3 separate regions of the Mus musculus genome follow, and regions 1 and 2 are each linked to region 3. Evidence: chromatin contacts called from public Hi-C and promoter capture Hi-C data. All regions are on one chromosome and are shown on one strand. Each heading gives the region's core, a stretch centred on a gene start, on an enhancer-like site or on the middle of the called end of the contact. The rest is flanking DNA. Distances are from core to core; before and after follow the strand shown.

The links. Hi-C and Micro-C count contacts between places; a contact is called where the count stands out from the background. Capture Hi-C pulls out chosen DNA fragments and counts their contacts.
Region 1: a contact with region 3 is called in a Hi-C map of Th1 cells, with 2.1 times the contacts expected there. The contact joins the enhancer-like site here to the promoter of Purb in region 3. A contact is called at or near these places in 3 of 484 Hi-C or Micro-C datasets (CD4 T cells, CD8 T cells and Th1 cells), 2 of 115 datasets of contacts at active chromatin or transcription factors (the SCID.adh cell line and memory CD8 T cells) and 1 of 9 other capture datasets (liver).
Region 2: a promoter capture Hi-C map of liver shows a contact between it and region 3. The contact joins the promoter of Ramp3 here to the promoter of Purb in region 3. A contact is called at or near these places in 6 of 39 promoter capture datasets (3T3-L1-derived adipocytes, the SN4741 cell line, fetal liver and 3 more), 2 of 115 datasets of contacts at active chromatin or transcription factors (embryonic forebrain and embryonic stem cells) and 1 of 9 other capture datasets (liver).

What each region holds. Positions count from the first base shown.
Region 1 is chr11:6,698,936-6,702,932 of GRCm38.p6, forward strand. No RefSeq gene overlaps it. Among named protein-coding and RNA genes, the nearest start is that of Gm39575, 6.0 kb to the left of the region's middle. Within about 2 kb of position 2,511, at least 11 of the 459 cell types and tissues checked have an H3K27ac peak or open chromatin away from gene starts, as enhancers often do. A contact at or near this core is called in Th1 cells and memory CD8 T cells, where this site is marked.
Region 2 is chr11:6,656,467-6,660,501 of GRCm38.p6, forward strand. It overlaps Ramp3 (receptor (calcitonin) activity modifying protein 3), which reads left to right and starts at 2,067. Exons shown (of 3, transcript NM_019511.3): 1 at 2,067-2,161. The coding sequence starts at 2,107. It also overlaps the pseudogene Gm11978.
Region 3 is chr11:6,473,507-6,477,665 of GRCm38.p6, forward strand. It overlaps Purb (purine rich element binding protein B), which reads right to left and starts at 2,570. Exons shown (of 1, transcript NM_011221.3): 1 at 1-2,570. The coding sequence starts at 2,380. The coding sequence ends at 1,406.

The DNA of each region.
Region 1 (3,997 bases), core at 1,261-3,760, 230 kb after region 3:
TCCTTCCTCTCCCCCTCCTTCCTCCTTCCTCTTGTTTCCTCCTCCTCTTCCTTCTCCTCCTTTCTTCTTCTGTCGACTGTCAAGCCAGGGTCACCTGGGCAGAGGGATCTTTAATTGAGAAAGTACCCCCTGCAGGCAAGTGTGCAGGAGAGTCTAGCTCGTTGTGGGCAGCGCCACCCTTGTACAGGTGGCCCTGGTTTTTATAAGAAAGCAGGCAGAGCAAGCCACAGACACAAGCCAGTAAGCAGCATCCTCCATGGGCTCAGCTTCAGTTCCTGCCTCCAGGTTCCTGCCTTGAGTTTCTGCCTTGTCTTGCTCTGGTGATGGGTGGTAGCCTGGAAGCTGAATAAACTCCTCCCCACTCCCAGATGCTTTGCACTGTGGTGTTTATCACAACAGTAGAAAGCAGGAGGAGCAGAGGGATGCCCATGTGCTAAAGAGGCTCGGAGGTGTACGCCAGCAGCAGCTACCATTCAGCTTGTTTCCCGAAGACACCCACTGCGCTGGACTACTGACACCTTTGGCTGTGCTTACCAACTCTGAAACTAAATTGAACCAGGCACATATTTTCTTAGATGTAAACTTCAAGCTTTTGCATTTCATCCACCATTGATGGGCTTTGGTTGTTCTCCTATGTGGGGTTTTATAAATAGTACCTACCCCACGGAGTCACTTTCCTGGATTACATGACCAGGATGCGTTGCTCAAATGTAAAGCTTTCCAATGTGTGAGTGTGTGCGTGTATGTGTGCATCTGTGTGTGTGATGTGTATCTGTGTGTGATGTATATGATGTGTGTGTGTGATGTGTGTATGTCTGTGTGTGTGATGTGTGTATGTCTGTGTTTGTGTGTGATGTGTGTGTAATGTGTGTGATGTGTGTGATGTGTCTGTGTTTGTATGTGATGTGTGTGTCTGTGTGTGTGTGATGTGTGTGTGATATGTGTGATGTGTGTGTGATATGTGTGATGTGTGTGTCTGTGTTTGTGTGTGATGTGTGTGTGCATCTGTGTGTGTGTGATGTGTGTCTGTGTGTGATGTGTGTATGTCTGTGTTTGTGTGTGATGTATGTGTCTGTGTGATATGTGTGTCTGTATTTGTTTGTGATGTGTGTGTGTCTGTGTGTGTGTGATATGTGTGTCTGTGTTTGTGTGTGTGATGTGTGTGTGTCTGTGTGTGATATGTGTGTGACATGTGCATGTGTGTGCATCTGTGTGTGTGATGTATGTGTGTGTGATGTGTGTGTGATGTGTTTGTGTGATGTGTGCATCCATGTGTGTGACATGTGTGTGTGTGTGCTTGTTCGTGTGTGTGTGTGTGTGTGTGTTTACTTATTTTTTTGGGCAGATTTGTATTCAGTCTTATCTGTCTTTCATCCAGTCTAGAGTGGGGTGACAGGCTCTGGGCAGATCTGAACTGGCTTTTGCCAGGCCTATGCAATATGCTTCTTGCTTCCAGGTCTAATGTTCATATCCGTGTGATTTTTCTCTTCCAGAAAACTTGCAGTCTGGTTGCTCCATGTTGGGGTATAGGCAAACAGAGTGGTAGGGGTGCTCACAGGGATCCCCATGATCCTGGGTTCAACCCCTAACATGTTTTTTAGAGACTAGGAAGCCAAGAAGATGCTGGCCCTGACTAGGTCCTTCTTGGAGAATGAATTATTTGTTCACAGAGAACAATGAGATGATTTTTTTGGCCTGGAAGTTACTAAAAAACATGAGGTATCTTTATGTTAAAATCCAGATCTTTGTCATCAGATGGAAAGAATCAAGGAGATAAAGTCTGAGAATAGTAACCTCAGTGCCCAGTGGGCAGCTGTGCACACTTCCTCTGTCTAGAGAGCATCCAAGAAGCCGATTCTCCCATCTCAGCAGAACACACCTGCTCCCTCGAAATGAGTTTCTGCAGTATTCTAATTTCATGATTGCTGTGGTTTATTTTAATTCTAAAATACATTTTTAAAATGAAAATTTAATCACATCACTTCTTCCTTTCCTATCTTCCTTCCTATTCCTTCCACATCTCCTTCCCACTTCTGAAAATGATGCTCTCTTTTCTTTGTTTATTATTGTTACACACACACACACACACACACACCACACACACACATGCAAACACATTCACAAACACAAGTGCTCACACATGCACACACATGTACACACATGTACACACACATACTCTCTCTCTCTCTCTCTCTCTCTCTCTCACACACACACACACACACACACACACACACACACACGCACATGCACACACTGTTGAGGTCTGTTTTAGGTGCTCACAAAGGGGAAGACATGGAGATAGAAGGTTAGATGGTGGCAGAAGTTGTACTCATGGACCCTGACCTCACATCGTGGTGGAGCAGAAAGTAAAGCTCTTCAACTAATTTTTGGGCAAGTTGACCTCTTTCTTCCCCTCTGACTCCCCATGTTTGTGTTTATAGATGTGCACAATTCGTGCCACACTTCCTGAGGCAGTTGGTTTGTTTTTCTTCTGTTCTTTAGATTGTGTGTAAACTGTATTGACCTGTTTTTAACTTCCCTGATCTTTATCTTCATCAGCTCACAGCACTGAACTGTCACTCACACTGTTGAGCTGTCATTCATACTGTTGAGCTGTCACTCACACTGTTGAGCTGTCATTCACACTGTTGAGCTGTCACTCATACTGTTGAGCTGTCACTCACACTGCTGAGCTGTCATTCACACTGTTGAGCTGTCACTCACATTGCTGAGCTGTAACACTGCTGAGCTGTCACTTACACTGTTGAGCTGTCACTTACACTGTTGAGCTGTCACTCACACTGCTGAGCTGTCATTCACACTGTTGAGCTGTCATTTATACTGTTGAGCTGTCATTCACACTGTTGAGGTGTTACTCACACTGTTGAGCTGTCACTTATACTGTTGAGCTGTCACTCACACTGTTGAGCTGTCATTCATACTGTTGAGCTGTCACTTATACTGTTGAGCTGTCACTCACACTGTTGAGCTGTCATTCATACTGTTGAGCTGTCACTCACACTGTTGAGCTGTCATTCATACTGTTGAGCTGTCACTCACTGATTTCATTTTGGTTACTCTAGAGTTCCATTTTGTTTTGCTCTCAGACTTATGTATACTCTCTGTCTCTTTGTTGGTAGTCCATGCTCATTCTATTAATTATGAAATCCTCTCTTAGTTCTTGAGAAGTAGATCCCTTTGAATTCATGTGTTTGTGTGTATGCATGTTGCATGCATGTGTATGTATTTGTGTGTGCAGCAGGGTGGCAGCCAGAAGTTGTCAGGTGTCTTCCTTGGTCATCTAGCTGTCTTTTTTGTTGTTGTTTTTTGAAACAAGTTTTCTGATAGAGCCTGGAGCTTACTGCTTCAGCTAGATGGGATGGCCAGTGAGCCCCAGGGATCCTCCTGCTTCCTCCACATCCCCAGCCTGTGGGTTACAAGCATGCAGTCCAGTGGGTTCTCACGTGAATGCTAAGGATTGAACTCAACCTCTCATGCTTGCAGGGCTGGCTCAAGCTCTACCAACTGAGTCGTCTCCTCAGCCTGCCGATCTGATTTATAGTAGCCACTTGAAGTTTTGCCAAGTCCAACATTTGGGGCCTCCCAAAGGCAAAGCAGGTTTGCTTGTCTCTCCCCTCCCCCAGTGTGTGCTTTTCTGTTTCCTTACATGTTTAGTGTTTGTTTTGTGAAAAAACTGGAAATTTTAGATAAGGTTCTAACACTAAATAGTGATCTGCATTGTTTGATAGATCCCTGTTTGAGTTCATTGTGCAGTGACTTAGCTTATGAGTTCAAAGTCGCATCGGTACCCTGTGAAAAGTGAGGTCTCTGGTTTTACTGCTCATAAGGCACAGCCTAGGGTACCCCTGACCTCTCTCCTCTAGGCTGATGATGGTTTTATGAGGGCTCTCTCTGACCATTTCCCTGATGTCAAAGTTACTTGGCAAAACTTCAAGTGGCTAAAAACCAAAACAAAACAAAAAAAGAAACAAAAAAA
Region 2 (4,035 bases), core at 817-3,316, 180 kb after region 3:
CACAGGATCTCTGTGGTGGACAGACTGTCAAAGGCAGCTTGGCTCTGACCAGCCCTGGCTCACACTGTCCTGCTTGACACCGCTGGGGTCCCAGGGGTCAGTCAGTCATTATGTAGAATAGAGAGCAGGATCTGGACAGGTCTGGAGAGAGGAGCCGTGACTCCGAGTGAAGGAGACAGTTCTGTACCATGCCACATGTGCAGCCTAGCCAGGGCCCGGGGGCCCGGGAGGGAGGGGGATGGGAAGAGCGGGCGGTCCCTACGTCAGGAAGGCTGAATGGTGGCTATGGCACTGACCTCCCTTTGGTACCGTCCTTCCTCATCTGCTTTGAAGGTGTGACATAGGCTGCGGCTCAGCAGGATTAGAGGCCCTTGGGGCATACCAGGGGCATGGGCAGCCCTGTGTAGCTGAGGTGTTGGGACTCACCTCTGTGGACTGAGTGAGCTTTCTCCACAGCAGAGCCAGTGAGCAGGTCCTGCATTCAGCTGCCCGAGTAGTGCCCACCCGAGGTGTGCGTTCGTCATTGCTGACGATAGTCAAGGTGGTACAGAGTCTGCCTTCCCGTTTCTGACTTCAGGTTGTGGGACAATCAGCCCTCTATAAGAGCAACCTGCTGGCTTATCCTTTTTGTCCTGATTAGCGCCCCCTCCCCTTAGCACAGGGGCAGGGATAATGGCCTAGATGTTGGCCCCTCTTGAAGGAGGATGACTGACCAAGTTAAATCAGTTTTACTTTTAATTAGACTCCTTTGTTATTGCTGTAGCAAGCCCAGGCTTCCTAGGTTCTCTTTGCTAACTGGTTTTTAAAAATGCTATTTTTTTTAATCTTTAAGATTTCTTTGGTTTATATGTATGGGTGTGCACAATTGCGTGCGGCACCCTCAGAGGCCAGAACGAACTGGATCCCATGGAGCTGGCGATACAGATGATCATGCGCTACCTCCAGTACCTGTGGGAACCAAACCCAGGTCCCCTGTAAGTGCCCTTAACCACTGTGACATCTCTTCAGCCCTAAAGTAGTTACAGGGTTTTGTTTGTTTATTTGCTTGTTTGTTTTTGTTTCTGGCTTCGACCAGAATTTTCTCAGTGAAAATTCACAGAAAGTTGTAGTGAGCCTTTCTAGGTCAGGAAAGGTGAGCTGAGCTCAGTGATGGGGCGTGGGAGACAGAAGTGCTTGTTTAGGTGGGGAAAGCCATCCTCCCAGGTCTGGGCCTTAGCTCTCAGACCAGCAAGTGCTTTCCTGGGGGACAATAAGCTTTGGAGGACAAAGAGGTCTGCTTTTCTCTTTCTGAGGAGTGGTCCCAACATTGGGAACAGGAAGCTGTCCTGGGCTTGAGGGACAGATGTAGTCTATGGTGGGAGAAACTGAGGCCTTTTCTTTTCTTTCTACCTGCTGATTCCAGAAGCCAGGTCCTTGGAGGCCCCGTCACTGACCCGCCTGCCCTCAGTTAGCTTCAGACTTAGCCATTTGTGTTTGCATGTGTGCACACCCAAGCTCCCCTCCCCAGTGCCTCAGTCTGGAAGAATGCCCCCCCCCCCCCCATCTGCTCAGCAACCCACTTCATGCCCTTCTCTGTCCCTTGGAGACAGGCAGGGCTCTCAGACTTGTCTCTGCTTAAATTTATGTGCCTGGCTTAGGGGGGTCCCACAGGACCTGCAAGGATGAACCCCGGGTTTCTCCGAGTTCAACCTCTTGTCTGTCTTCTGCCTGGCTCCCCTCTATCAACCTGTACTGCATAACTCCCTTCATTTCTCCAGCTTGCTTCCCAGTTTGACACTGAGGTTAATCCGGCTCATCCCCAGACCAAACCTGCAGTCTTCCGGTTAGAACCCCTTCTCCATTCCCGCCACGCTGGACTGGCTCTCCCACCCGACTGCACTTCCCCTTCCTCTGTTCCAGTCTATATCCCAACGCGACCCCCACCTCCTGTCCCCACCACCTGCCCCTCCAGAGAGAAGCTGAGAATTCTAGGCAACGGAGGGAGTCAGGGGCGGGGTGGGGGCGTGGCCTGGGTTGGGGCTCTCCGAGGTCCCGCCCTGGTCCCGCCCCAAGCCTCTTACCTCCGAATGTCGCTGTTGCTGCAAGCCGGCTGCATCTTAGTTGGCCATGAAGACCCCAGCACAGCGGCTGCACCTTCTTCCACTGTTGTTGCTGCTTTGTGGTAAGGAGACATTTGGGTCGGGGTACTCCATCTCCTCGGGTCCTTGGGACCCACGCGGACTCTCTCCTTCCCGCGTCCAGCCTAGGCTGCGCTCTTCCCCCCCCCCCCCCCCCCCCAGAGTTTGGAAAAGACACAGGCACGCTGACTCCAGCACATCCTGCAGGTTTTGTGGAGGGTCTTCATAACTCCTCCAACCTTAGAAGAGCTGAGGGAAAAGGCTTTGAGCTGCAAGGGCTGCACAGTTCCCTGTGGGGTAGAGATATTCTGGGGTCCAGGGAAGGGTCTTTGGTGAGGTAGTGAGTTTCTTTCCCATCCTGCCCCGGGCACATGGCACACAGGTGCAGGTAGCTAGAATCCTTTTCCAGTGAGAAAATCGGACTCAGGGAGAAACATTGCTTTCACAAGATAGAAATGGGATAAATATTAAGCTTGTTTTGAAAGGGGTGTGGAGGGAATAAAGTTAGTAGGGAGACATATTAAAGGAGCCTGAGGGAGTTTAATGGGGCGGGGAGAGTAGGAGTGGATATGCTCAAAATACTTTGTATACATATGTAAAATTTCAAAGAATAAAAAGTGAAGTATCTTACTGAAGAAGTTACCCAAGGATAAATAAGAGGATACATGTATGTGTATGTGTATGTGTATATGCTTGTGTACACACATGTATGCATGTACCTGTGGCTCTGGGTGTGCCTGATTGTATCTGTGTGCCTGTGTGGGCATGTGTGTGCATGAGTGCCTGTGGAAGGGTTTGATAGGAGAGGGCTTGCTGGGCAAGGCCAGTGCTTGGCTAGAACTGTGAGGGAAGCTGTTGGCAGGAGGGGGCTCTGTCCTCCAGGAGGAGGGGCTCTGTCCTCCAGGAGGAGGGGCTCTATCCTCCCTCCAGGTGGAGGGGCTCTGTCCTCCAGGGCCATGGTCCCGAGTTTTCCTTACTCTCCTGGTTCAGCCTCCTTGGCTGTAAGATGAAGTTGGACCTGTTTGTAGTGTCTTCCTCAGTGTTGATGACTTGGGATGCGGTCTGGGAGTTGGGACAGAGGTGGGCCAGACTCAACAATTAGTTCTCTCCCTTTGAAGAGGTCTCTGCTTACAGAGTGAGACCATTTTTCGTGTTCTACAGTGGGCGCTCAGGCTGGGGTAGTTTTATGTTGAAGGCTGGGACTGTGACCACCTCCAGAAGGCAGTGAGCTGTTTTGGGATTTCAGCAAGCCTCCAGTGCAAGGCTCCCCTGGTGAGGAGTTTGGTTTCTAGAGGAAGGAGGTCCAGAGTTTATCTGGAAGGAAACCATGTCTCTCCTGACTGTTTCTAGTATGGAACTGGGAAGCAACACAGACAGAAACCTCATGAAATTGTAGCAATCCTGGTCCCCAATGGCCACCTTTCCATCCTACTGTGGAAGTCCCCACAGTCCCCAACAGCCACCTCCCTATCCTACTGTGGAAGTCCCCACTGTCCTCACCCATGGGACCAGGCTTCTTAGTGGCCGGTCAGGTTCAGCCTTCTCACAGACCTGGCTACAGTGAGTCTGGCCAGCCCGGGAGTCAGAGATGAAACATGTACTGTCACACGCAGTCTGGCCAAGGTGGGGTCTGAGCTCTGCAAGGGATGAGCTGAGCTTCCTAGCTCCCAGGAACGCTGACTGCCACCTATGCTTTGTTGACACTGTGATGTCTGGAACTCTAGATTCTGAGCCTAGTCACTGTAGAGAACAGCATCAGGAGAGCCTTTGTTTCCAAACAATAAAGGTCTCGGCCTGTGGGGCTTCCTTGAAATTCTAACGTACTCTACAGGGACACTTTGATGCTTCTCAGGGTCCTGGGATGAGGAGTCCAGCAGGTAGGTATCCACCTATTGGCTCTTAGCCTCAGTTTCCCTGT
Region 3 (4,159 bases), core at 1,320-3,819:
CTTCCAGGATAGAGTCAGCATTCGCGTTCACTTCAGTCCATTCACAAATGGATTCAGCTTCTACCGGGTGCAACGCTTGAATCATTCATCCATCATTTGCCAACTTTGATTGTGAGGTACTGAATAAGATGGATCAAGTTCTTAAAAATTTATTTTAAAAGAATAAATGATGCTGGAATTCTGGACCTGAGGATCGTCAGTATTTCAATAAATCCACAGATTAAACTGAAGGTAAATTAAGACTTCAGTTCTGTTATTTCCAACTTCTCTGTGAGGATGTCTATTTCATTAAAGCTCAGGCTTGTAGCCACACTGTTCCTTTTTTGCAGATAGTCAAGTTTTAAGGTTTAAAATGCAGCCAGCCAGTGGCTGTAACAGCCGAATTAGCCATAATTCTCTGGTTCATACGGTGGAGCCACTGGGATTCAGCTCCCACTCATGCTAAGCCATTTCTTGGTAAAGACCTCCATACTTAAGAGATCAAGGGAAGAACTTTAATGAGCAGCAACCAATCCACTCAAACAGTCCACTTTGTGCTTTATGCCTGACTTCTTGTGCCCACCTCAGCAATCCCCATTGTAAAAATGCTTTTGTTTTTGAAAAAAAAAATTGCCAACTTTTAAACTATTTTAGTAATGGATTCTAGTTCAAGCTTTGATCTCTGAATTCATTTGCATCCCGGAAAACAATTCTGCAAAGAAAAGACAGGGGCCTTGGTCCAGGTTCCATGCAAAACCATTTTTTTTAAATGGATCTAATTTTCGAATTCTCCAATGGCTTCTTGAATTCTTCTCTTGCCCTGTCCATGATTGTGTAAAGTTGCATTCCTTTTCATAAACCTGTACCCTCAGAACTGGGTAACTGCAAAAGGCCTCTTTCTTCTCAAAGATTCCACTAAGACCTAGATCCAAAATGCTGATTTCGATGGAGGTGAAGGGATAGATGCTGATAGTAGTGAGGCCTGGAGGGATCCTAAGACCAGATTACCCAGGAAGAACACAAATTCAGCTATTCCCAATGCATGAGTCTGGGTAACCCAGGTGTGGTTTTGGTCCCAGACGCTCGAAGATCTATCTATCCCTTCCAGTGTTTTCCTGATGAATTTCCGAACCTCGGTTTTAAACAACAGAAGCTGAGACTCTTGCGCAGGTGAGGAGATGCTGCTCCTCTTTGCAGGTTGCTGGCAGTTCCTTGGAACTTAACTGCTTTTCTCTAATTGTCTGTGACTGTTTTCTTATGGTTATTTCTCTTAACTATATTATTTTATTTTTTTTTTTGTTTTCTTCGTCTGCGGCCTCCCCTGATCCCTCTCCACTAGCTCACTGGGGACGAGAAGGAAAGGGCGCTCTCTAGCCAAGGGGATGGTGGTGGGGTTGGGGGAGGCCGGTACGGGAAGCTGCCTGCTTCAATCCTCATCCACTTCCTCACCCTCCGACTCGTCGCCGCCACCGCTGCCCCCGCCGCGTCGCTCGTAAAGCTTATCCCTCTGTCGCTCCTGGATCTCTTTCATTTCATCTGCATACCGACAGAAGGCGCCTCCAAACTTGCCCCAGGCCTTGAAGGGCACGGTGATGGCATTGCGGTAGGACGGCTTCACCTCGCTCACTCGCAGGAACACCCCGTACTTGTTGCAGCCGACGTCGAAGAAGAAGCGCTTCGAGTCCACGGTGATGGAGGTGCCCTCCGGGAGCTCTCCGTACAGGCCGCCCCCGGGGCCGCCGGCGCCGCCTCCCGGGCCGCCGGCCAGCTCGTCCTCGTCGCCCCCGTAGTCGTCGATGAGCTTGGCGAGCGCGTCGCGGAACTCGATGAGGCCCTGCGCGGGCAGCGCGATGGTCTGGCCGCTCTGCAGGCCGCCGGGCCCGGGCCCCCCGCCGAAGCCGCCGCCGCCGCGGTTCACCGTCTGGCGGATGCGCAGGAAGCGGCCGCGCTGGTTCTCCTTGAGGTCCAGGTAGTACTTGCGGTTCTCGCGCACCAGGAACTCGCTCTTGAGCGCGCGGCGCGGCCCGCCGCCCTCCTCGGCGCCCGCCGCCAGCTGCTCGGGGCTGCTGGGACCCAGCTGCGCGTAGTGCTCGATGAAGTCGCCCAGCGAGTCGCGGAACTCGGCGGCCACCGCCATCGACAGCGTGAGGCGGCTCTTGGAGCCGCCCGCGCCCACCTCGGCGATCTTGAGGAAGCGGCCCTTGGCGTTCTGCTTCACGTCCAGGTAGAAGCGCTTGTTCTGGATGTCCAGCCGCTTCGAGGCCAGCTCCTGCGTCTCCTGCTCGCCGCCCGGCCCGCCACCGCCGCCGCCGCCGCCGCGGGGCGCGGGCTGGAAGCCGCCGGGCCCGCCGCCGCCGCCGCCGCCACCGCCGCGCTCGCTGCCGCTGTCGCCGTCCGCCATCTTCTCGGCCGCCGCCTCGCCGCCGCCGCCCGCTGCGCTCGCGCCCCCGCCCTCCGCCCTGCGGCTCGCGCTCCGGGGCCCCCCAGCCTCGCCCGCCGGCTCCTCACGCGCGCCCGCCGCTCATCGCCGGTCGCCGCCGCCCCCCATCGCCTCCGCGCCCCGCCCCCGCGGCTTCCGTGCGGCACGGCCCGCTTCCGGCGCGCGCCTCCCGTGACGTCACTCCGCCCCGCCCGCCGCCGCCTCCCGGCCGGAAGACCCACACACACCACGCCGGCGGGGCGCAGAGGTGACGTCGCTGGCCGCGCCGGCAAGGCGTTCTGCGGCTACCCCGGGCGAGCCTATGTTTCTGTCCGCTGGTTTTGGGGTCCTCTTTCTTGATGCTTTACTGACGCTCCCGGTTTCAGAGGGTTTAGTGTGTGACTAGATGACTCTGTTGCTTTGGGGCTGTGGGAAGGCAGAACGTTTTGCCGAGAAGCACATGAATTATTCAACAGTGGAGCCAATCACCTCCTGGCGCCTGGGAAAGCAGAGAGACAGGAAAGGGCCAGGGGCTAGGGATCTTTCCAGAGCATACCCCAGTAACCTGTTTTCTCCAGTGAGATCCTACTTCTCACTAATGCTACTAGATTATTAATCCTCAGGGACGAGTACACTGATTAAGTCGGACTCCTAACGATTGGATCTAGCAATCCTTCAGTAAATAAGCCCGTGTTTCTAAAACAAAGAAACCAGAATACCATCTTATTTTATAAACTCCCTGAATGGAGTTCACACAAATAACTTTTGGGTTTTTTTTTTTTTTACAATTGGGTGTTTTTAATGATAGGATCTCACTAAGCTATATTGGCTTAAACTTGAGTTCTTGCATCAGTTTAATATTCGTTAACCAGGTTCCTCTAAAGTGTTGTTTTTTTTTTTTTAAAGATTTATTTATTATTATATGTAAGTACACTGAAGCTGTCTTCAGACACACCAGAAGAGGGAGTCAGATCTTGTTACGGATGGTTGTGAGCCACCATGTGGTTGCTGGGATTTGAACTCTGGACCTTCAGTCGGGTGCTCTTACCCACTGAGCCATCTCTCCAGCCCTAAAGTGTTTTAAATTTGTTTCTGTGTGGCTATACATGTACGTGTATGTGGAGGCCGGAAATAGAGTGTTTGTGTTACTCTCCACCGTATTTTTTGTGAGTGGGTCTCTGGCTGAACTTAGAGCTCACTGAATTGATCTAAACTGGCTGTCAGTGAGCCCTAGGGATCCCCCACCCCCACCCCCTGCTGCACCCTGCTCTTTTATGCAGCTGCTAGGTTTTCAAGCTTGTGTCTTAATGCTTGTGTGATGAGCAGTTAACCGCCCCTCTAGCCTGTATTCTGCCTGATGGGCCAGCTTTGTTATTTTGTTTCCGCTGAAATTTCATTTGCATCTAAGCCTAGAGTCTTCTCTTGTAATTTTTTAGTAAGGACATATTTTTGAGTGGTTTTATGGTTTGATTTTTAAGTATAGGACTATGTTTATCTGAAATATATCATGATGTCTGGGATGAAGTAAAGAATCTAAGGAATTTCCTTCAAATGACTAACCCATTGTCCCAGTACTATGTATTGGGTAATCCTTGGAGGATAGATGTTAACAGGTGGAGATAGGGTAGGTTATTTTGGGCAGAGGAACATATGTCTCCAGATGGTGAGTTGTGCAGTTTGGCTGGGGCCTAGGGTCTGTGAACAGTGGAACTGGGCGCAGCTGTTCTCTGGTGGCTAGGAGAGATCCTTGATTCAGTGGAC